Linked DNA regions of Mus musculus: regions 1 and 3 are each linked to region 2. Evidence: chromatin contacts called from public HiChIP or PLAC-seq data. All regions are on one chromosome and are shown on one strand. The core of a region is the stretch at or near the end of the contact, and the rest is flanking DNA. Distances in the headings are between cores, read along the strand shown. Region 1 holds the start of Rhcg (Rhesus blood group-associated C glycoprotein). Region 2 holds the start of 5430400D12Rik (a long non-coding RNA gene). Region 3 holds the start of Mir9-3hg (Mir9-3 host gene).

What was found. HiChIP or PLAC-seq counts read pairs in DNA pulled down with a chosen protein or histone mark.
Region 1: a contact with region 2 is called in an H3K27ac HiChIP or PLAC-seq map of embryonic stem cells, with 5 read pairs. The contact joins the promoter of Rhcg here to the promoter of 5430400D12Rik in region 2. A contact is called at or near these places in 4 of 484 Hi-C or Micro-C datasets (cortical neurons, embryonic fibroblasts, embryonic stem cells and 1 more), 1 of 115 datasets of contacts at active chromatin or transcription factors (embryonic stem cells) and 1 of 9 other capture datasets (embryonic stem cells).
Region 3: an H3K4me3 HiChIP or PLAC-seq map of stem cell-derived neural progenitor cells shows a contact between it and region 2, with 2.9 times the contacts expected there. The contact joins the promoter of Mir9-3hg here to the promoter of 5430400D12Rik in region 2. A contact is called at or near these places in 2 of 484 Hi-C or Micro-C datasets (both in cortical neurons) and 1 of 115 datasets of contacts at active chromatin or transcription factors (stem cell-derived neural progenitor cells).

The regions. Positions count from the first base shown.
Region 1 is chr7:79,616,347-79,619,046 of GRCm38.p6, reverse strand. Rhcg (Rhesus blood group-associated C glycoprotein) reads left to right here and starts at 1,390. Exons shown (of 11, transcript NM_019799.3): 1 at 1,390-1,707. The coding sequence starts at 1,521.
Region 2 is chr7:79,919,263-79,921,962 of GRCm38.p6, reverse strand. It overlaps 5430400D12Rik (a long non-coding RNA gene), which reads right to left and starts at 1,314. Exons shown (of 2, transcript XR_003946805.1): 1 at 1,024-1,314; 2 at 1-914. It overlaps Ap3s2 (adaptor-related protein complex 3, sigma 2 subunit), which reads left to right and starts at 1,323. Exons shown (of 6, transcript NM_009682.3): 1 at 1,323-1,454. The coding sequence starts at 1,386.
Region 3 is chr7:79,498,739-79,501,438 of GRCm38.p6, reverse strand. It overlaps Mir9-3hg (Mir9-3 host gene), which reads right to left and starts at 1,413. Exons shown (of 3, transcript NR_040314.1): 1 at 1,189-1,413.

The sequences.
Region 1 (2,700 bases), core at 141-2,640, 300 kb after region 2:
AAATAAATCTTAAAAACCATACACTGCTCTTACAGAGGACCCAAATTCAGTTCCCAGCACACACATGCGGTGCCTCACAGCTCCCTGTAACTTCTGGTCCAGGACCAAATGCCTTTGGCTTCCACGGGTGTCTGCACGCAAGTGGACACATGCCTCCAGGGAACAACTTGTGGGAGTTGGTTCTCTCTTCCCACCATGTGGGTCTGAGGGCTCTAACTCAAGACTTGATGGCAGGCATCTTTACCAGCTGAGTCATCTTGCCAGGTCCAGCATCCTTCTTAAAAGCAAGATGAGCCGGGCAGTGGTGGTGCACGCCTTTAATCCCAGCACTTGGGAGGCAGAGGCAGGCAGATTTCTGAGTTTGAGGCCAGCCTGGTCTACAGAATGAGTTTCAGGACAGCCAGGGCTACACAGAGAAACCCTGTCTGGGAAAAAATAAAAACAACAACAAAAAAAAGCAAGATAACTGATGCTTGTGTTCTAGCCAGTTCCTACTGTTGGACAGTGTGTCTGGAATCAGTGGCACAAGCTTAGGGATTCTTAGGTCTTTCCATGTGTCCATGAATTCCTTCCCATGTACTTCCATCGGCGCCAGATTTACAGCCTTACTTGCCAATAGGTAATACATGTGGCTGAGCATTGATCATTGTGTGGGGAACTCTGCAGACTCCACTATGCCAGCATGGGGTACCACTGTCTTGTGGAAGGAAGGGAGGAAGGAAGGAAGGAAGGAAGGAAGGAAGGAAGGAAGGAAGGAAGGAAGACATAAATAAAATAAAATAAAGATGTAAAGAGTTGGGGAGATGTCTATTTATGTTGAGTAGCACAAGCTGTATGTGAATAATATTCCAACGGTCATTCCTGTGCCCTCTCGGACAGGCTTGAAAGACTAAATGCATGTAGATGGCATAGAACTGATGGTTTTCATTTTCTTCCTCATGCTTTTCTGTACCCGCCCCCCCACGCTTCTCGGGTCTGGGGCAGTCTCTCCTTTTTCCTTTACTTTCTATTCATTCATCTCCTTTAAAGTTCATGAACTGAAAAAGGAAAGGATCTTAAGTGGTGGGTAGCTCAAGTCGGAGGCTTGAGGCAGGATTGCCAAGTGTTTGAAACCAGCCTAGATTACCGAAGGTGTGTCCTAAAAAGGATGAGGGGAGGGGGGTGATGGGGATAGTGATTCCAGTCTGGGAATTCTTTGTTCTAATCTGGATGAGTGATGAGCATCCTCTCTCCCAGTTCACCCGAACAGGGCGGGAAAGGCCAGGCATCGACGGGACGCGCAGAAGTTGGGGCGTTCTACATCTTCCTTCTGCCCTGCTCCCATCACCTGGAGCTTTCCTTCTAGGGGTACTGGGCTCGGGAGGCCCCGCGGGACTCTCGCCGGTTGGGTAGAGCCCGAGGCGCGTGGGCGGCACCATGGTCAGCTGTTCCGCGTCCGCCCCGCCCAGTGTCCCGGTCCTTTAAGCGTCTCCCTGGTCTCGGAGCCCAGCGTTCAGAGCAAGCGGCCAGCAGTGCGGAGCATGGCCTGGAACACCAACCTTCGGGGGCGGCTGCCCATCACCTGCCTGATCCTGCAAGTGACCATGGTGGTTCTCTTTGGCGTGTTCGTGCGCTACGACATCCAAGCCGATGCTCACTGGTGGTTGGAGAAGAAGCGCAAGAACATCTCCAGCGACGTTGAGAACGAGTTTTACTATCGCTACCCGAGTAAGTCCTATGGCCCGCAGATTCACTTAAGGAGTCTCCTGATAGACCCTAGCTAGTTGGGCGGGCGCCTGACTGGGCTCCGCATTAGGTCCGCCCCTGGCTCTGACAGGCTGGAGATGGAGGGGGCCAATGATGCCCCACAGTTCCCAGCTGGTCCCAGGGTAGAATCTGCACCAGGGTACAGCCTGAGCCAGTCACTGGAGAAATGGTCAGATGTGCTCACACTTTGAAAGTCTGGTAGAGGCAGTCACCTGAAACAAGTGGGCCGATTTTGTGATTGTTGTTTGGTTAGTTTGAGTTTTTTTTTTCTTCTTCTTCTTCTTCTTCTTTTTATTTAACCTTCATCTCTCTCCCAGCCATCAGATGCCTCCTGTGTCCCTGGCCTACTTGGTGTCGTCAAAAGCCAGAATTCCACCTTTACCACCTAAGTAGCAGGTGATCTGGCTTGCACACACCTCACATATAGATAGATGTCAGGGATCACAATGATGGCATGATAGCTCTCCACTTCTGATACTGAGACTGTGTGTGGGACCAGAGGTGGTGCTGGGCCACAAGGTCCCAGGGTTTGGGAAAAAGCCAGTGGCCACCCTTCCTTTTCCTGGGATTTTTCTGCATCCGTGAAGCTATGAAGCTATGGCTAAGAATATGGCTGTAGGGGCTGGAGAGATGGCTCAACAGTTAAGAGCATTGGCTACTTTTCCAGAAGACCAGGGGTTTGATTCTTAGCCCTTAAATGGTTGCTCACAACCATCTATAACTCCAGTTCCAGGGAATCTGATGCCCTCTTTTGCCCTCCCTGGGCACCAGGCACACATGTCAAGCATTCAGGTAAAACACTCTAACAGATTTTTAAAAGACGATGAAGAAGAATATGGCCCTTAAGTGACAAACCTCTCTTCTATCGTGGCTCTGCTGCTTCAGGGTGGGCGGTCTCAGGCCGGTGCCAATCAAAATGAACCTTAACTTCCTTCTCTATGGGGTGATGGTGTG
Region 2 (2,700 bases), core at 65-2,564:
AAGCTGCTTTTTCTTCAAAGTGTTAATCAGTTATCTCAATAGCACTTGTGGAATTCCTTCCTACAGCCAAACTATGATAGCCCCTACATCATATATTAAAATTATTTCATGCCAAGGGCTTGGAAAGACTACATCTCTTCCAAACGACTGGAGTTGCTCCCAGCATTCACTTCAGCTGCTTATAAACTCCAGCTCTAAGGTGGCCTCTTCTAGTCTCTGAGGGCACCTGAAGCAACATTTGGACATATACACATACAACATAATTAAAATTAAATCTTTAAAATTGTTTACCACAGACTATTGTGTTATAGTTCAATAATACTTCACCTTTTAATTATGATTTGAGGCTTGTGAGGTAAAGGCACTGCCAAGTCTGATGGCTTACATTAGATCTTTTACACAGCAAGAGAGAACTGACTCCCCAAATTGTCCTCTGATTTCCACACATGCACCGTTGCAGGCGCGTGGGTCCTCTCCAAAAAAATCCATATAAATGTAACTTTAAAACATACTTCAAATTATCCTGCTTGGTTTGATTGGTGGGCAAAGCTGGTTCCTTCTTGCTACTCTGTTTTAGAATTGTCTTTGACATTTCCGTCCAACATTTGAATCATTTTGTCCCACTTCAATGCAATAGTCATTTGAATTTTTATTTACTAAAATCCCAGGGATGTATGTGGTGGTGCAGGCTTTTAATCCCAGCATTTAGGGTCACAGAGGCAGGCGAATCTCTGAGTTCAAAGCCAGGCAGGGCGACACAGTGAGACTCCGTTTCAAAGAAAGATAACATATAAACAAACAAACGAATAACTAAATGAATAAATAAATGAGAAAAGGTGTTACCAGTTTGAGACCAACCGTTCCGTTTATGTGGGATTGGATGAGAGATCCCGTATGATGTCAACTTTCACCATCTAAAGGAGAGAATGACCGTTTGACTGGCAGACTTTTGCCTAATTCACTGCAACATAAAAGCCTAGCTTTTGCTAGTCCAAGGTTAGAAGAAGAAACACAAACACCTACTGGTCCCTCAAACTGGCGCGGCTGCTGGCAGGAATTGCCAGTCTCGATGCTTGCTGCCGACACGGTTGGCTCCAGGATGGAACCAGAATGAGGGGCTCAGTCCCAGCCAGGCTTGGATTCGTTCCCAGGCTGGCCAAGGCGACCGTGCTCCTGGGCTTCTACAGCCGTGCTCCCCAGGAAAGCGCGCCGACCTCTCAGGGTGCCAGAGCGGCAGGACACTTTAGTGCTCGGTGCCCAGGGGTACCGAGACTAAGTTTCCGGGAGCAGCTTTCAGCGGGACACCAACAGGAAGTGTTCGTGTTGTGCCGGAAGAAGGTGCGTTCTTGGAGCAGGTGGTACCGAGAGAAGCGGGACCGGCAAAGATGATTCAGGCGATTCTGGTTTTCAACAACCATGGAAAACCGCGGCTGGTCCGCTTCTACCAGCGTTTTGTGAGTGCAGCCCCACCAACCATGCCCCTGCGGAGCACCAGAGCCATCCCTTCCCCACGGCCCGCAGCCGCGCTCAGCAGCATCTCCTGCTCTGGCACCGTGCATGACCCACCCCCCTGCTCCTCCCTCATCCTTCCTGGATCTTGGCTTTTCTGTGTTTTGTGACACTTTCCCTTGGGTCTTAGGGACAGACTCAGTACACAGTGTGCCGCATTGAGATATTGGGTGACAGCCTCTGTCTTTAGTTTTTTGTTTCTGTATTTGTTTTGTTTTTTAAATTGATGAGCGTAGTTTTGTGATGATCTGGTCGTTGGGTTCTTTTACGTTTATTTTTTCTCAAGGGCATGGAGAGAAGTTCTTTCGTGGAATCACTTGCTTCAGCATTGGCTGGCACTTATCAGGGTTGGGATACTTTTTATCCTGTAAGGTTGCAGAAAGTCTCTTTTAAAATTAGGGGGAAATGAGCTATTTTTACAAGATGCCAGTTGTAGTGGTGCACACCTCAAAGCTCAGAACTCGGGAGATGGAGGCGAGAGGATCAGGACTTCAAAGTTATCCTCAGATACACAGCTAGTTCTAAGCCAGCTTGAGCTACACCAGACCGCATCTTAAGAAATCATATAATTAAACAAATAAACAAATGCCATCATGGAATGCCTCAGCAATGTTCGTGCACATTTGAATTTTCTGGAAACATTTCCTTTGGGGAAACGCAGATGCCGTTCTTTGCCTTCTGTACCCCAATATTTTATTCGTGGTTAGGTTTCAAAATATCCTCCTGAGAGACTGGTTCTGTCTGAGAGGGAATAAAATCAGAAGACTTTCAGGCTTCAGCCCCACCTTTTGTACACGTTAAGAAATGTCTTGCCGGGCGGTTCTGGCACACACCTTTAATCCCAGCACTTGGGAGGCAGAGGCAGGTGGATTTCTGAGTTCGAGGCTAGCCTGGTCTACACAGTGAGTTCCAGGACAGCCAGGGCTTTAGAGAGAAACCTTGTTTTGAAAAACAAACAAACAAACAGAAATGTCTCTGGGTCTTTTATTCCTTTTTTCATCATAAATGAAAAGTATTTGCTTTTTAAAATAGGATTTTCCAACTACGTTTTTAAATAGAACACTGAATACAACTTCAATTTTTTGTTGTTTATGTTTTTCAAGACAGGGTTTACAACTTCAATTTGCACGTGCATTTGTTTCTCCTAGTTTCTAAGTTTTTCACTGAGCTAAAAATCACTATACAGCTACT
Region 3 (2,700 bases), core at 164-2,663, 420 kb after region 2:
TCTTCCTTTCTGTCTTTTAACCTGCCCACTTCCTCAACAGCTGAGGTGAAGGCAGGCAGCAGGGTGTGGGCTTTTCTAAACAGGGACCTCAAAATACCTTCCTCAAAATGCCAAGCCTTTCCCGTGACCAGCCAGTATTGCTCCTGGAGGCTCCTGAGGTGCACCCCTATGTCTGTGCCTACTTAACCTACCTCTGACCTCCCTTGACTGAAAGCCAGACCCTCAAACTCCAGACCCCCTTAAGAACCTATCACACACCCCCAATATGAAGAAGATTCAAAGAGGGTCTCTCTCCCCTTGAAGCCCAGCATCTGGCCTCTCTGCCACAATGGCTCAGAGATTGTATTTTTTTGGATGTCTTTGCTGCTCCAGAGATTTGGCCTGGAGCCTCTCCTTGCTAGAGCCAGCTGCCTCCTTCCTGTGACACCCTACCACCCAAGCTTCTCCCAGAGATGACCCTAAACAGCCTCAAGCTCCATCCATGGTTCCCTTGTTCTTCTCAGCTCAAAGCTAGACTGGAGGGAGTGTCAGAGACGCCCACAGACAGCTCCAAAAGGCCTGCCCCAAAGCATGGAGTGGAGTACTGAAAGGAGGGCTCTCCCAACTTCCTATTTAAAAGGGGAAAAAGACGTCACAAATCTTGCTTAGAGTGGGTGCTATGTGTTTCATTTTTCTCAAAAAAATTTTTTTCCAGGAAGCCACTTTGTAGGTTATTTGTGTGTTGGTGTGTGTGTGTGTGGGGGGGGAGCGGTGAGGGATAAGAAGGCAGAAGAAAGTCACGGGTAGGACTTAGGGAGGGGACTCCCTGAAACCTCTTTCAGAAACATTCTTTCCCTCAAACCTCTCTCTCTCTACCTCCCCACAACTTCCATCGGACCTCTCACCCTGTCCCTTTCTGAACACCGCAGGCGCGTCTCATCTCGCTATCCCAAGACCCTTGACCTTGGTCTTGAAGATTTGCGGGAGATGCCTGAGCTCTGACCCACAATTAGAGCTTAACCCCCAACCCCCCTGTAGTCAAGAAAAGCCCTGAGCCCTTGAGATGTTCAAGAGGGACCCACAGAGATACCCCAGGCCCCTGAACCAGTCCAGCCGGCTCCCTGACACTGTCTTAGTGGAGACTACCAACCTGACGCCCTAGCCCCTCTCTTCTAGCCCGGCCGAGACGCAGAAGGCAGTGACACTTACGGACCCGGGAGGGGGCCGGGGCCCCACGAGGCGACGGCGGGGGTGGGGCGGTTGTGGTGATGGTGGTTCGGCCGCCCGGGATCAGGCGAGTCTCCAGGCTCAGGCCCAGCTCCGGCCGCCCTCCAAGCGCCGCTGACCGCACGGTCGCGTGGCCGAGAGCTGCTGGAGGCAGGCGCGGCGGCGGTGGCGCGGGGGTTCCTGGCGGCGCGCCGCTTCTCCCGGCTCTGAGCGGCTCAGCGCCGCCTTCTCGGGCGGGCACGGCCCGCAGTGACGTCAGCGCGGCTCCCCCCCGCCCCCCCTGGCTTCACTCGGACCAGTGCGGAACCGAGAGGCGGAGGCAGGAGACGAGGGGCGCCCTGCCCTGCGACCCGGCCCAGCCTGCCCGCGCCCAGCTTGCATCCGAACAGCCCTCCCCGCAAACGCCCCGCTCCACTGGGTTCACCCAGAGCCACCAACCACCTGGGAAGTGGTGACAAGCAGAGGGCTGGAAGCCTCACAGGCAGCTCCAAGCCCAGGGATCCAGGATGCTCGGGGAAGAATGGAGAGCCTAGGATTTGAGGGACGTCTGCGCTCTGGATGCAATGGGGGCATTTGATCTTTTCACACACACAAGTGTTGGCTGAGGGAACCCACGAGGGATTGGCTGGTTTGGTGGTCGCAATGAGGGCTCGGAAGGGATTCTTTAGCTCGCAGGAACGTGTTTCGTTGACAGTCTGGGTTGCGTTCCAACCTGGATCACGCTCCTCCGAGACCCAGAGTGTCCCCTACCTCGCCTCATCCAGGGCGGTGCACCTGCAAACTCTTTGGGCCGCAAACCGGCCCCCGAGCCGCTGTCCAAATGCTGAATCCGGCCTCCCCGGGTCAGGCTCCAGAGCCCGGCTGCATCGCGCTCGGCATTGTCCACAGGGCGGGTACAGGGTTCTGGGACTCAGAGTCAGAGCCCCTGAAAATTCTAGTGCTCCAAGATGATATTAGGAAGCTACGAGGAAGGGGGCGAAAGGTCAAGAGGAGGCGGGAACAGAGAGGGCAGGCAGACCCGAGTGCCTGACCTGCGGAACCACCTCTTCCTCTTGCGTCCCTGTGGTTCGCTCAGGGTCCCTTCTGCCAGTGTGCTTCTCTCGCCACCACAGCAGGGGAGGTCCCTCCGGCCGAACTTGTCAGCGTGTCTCATCATTCATCCTGAGCCAGACAGACAGGCCAAGTTCATGAGCAACGCAGTTAACCCCTTGCAAACTGATCGCCTCCCAAAGGAGGGAGTTGAGCCGTTTGAATGGGGCATGCTCTCCCGGATTCCTAGAACACCACCTCCCGGAAGCTGTGCCTGCCACCGCTCCTTTCTTCTTCCTGGTCTTGCTCTGATTATTTCCCCTGCTACTTTATTTTATTTATTTATTTATTTATTTATTTATTTATTTATTTATTTATTTATTTATTTTTACTGTGTTGGTCTCCACGATCTTCCTAGATGCCTCCTCTTAAAATTAGTTTGAGATCAGTATAGTTGGTTTTCTA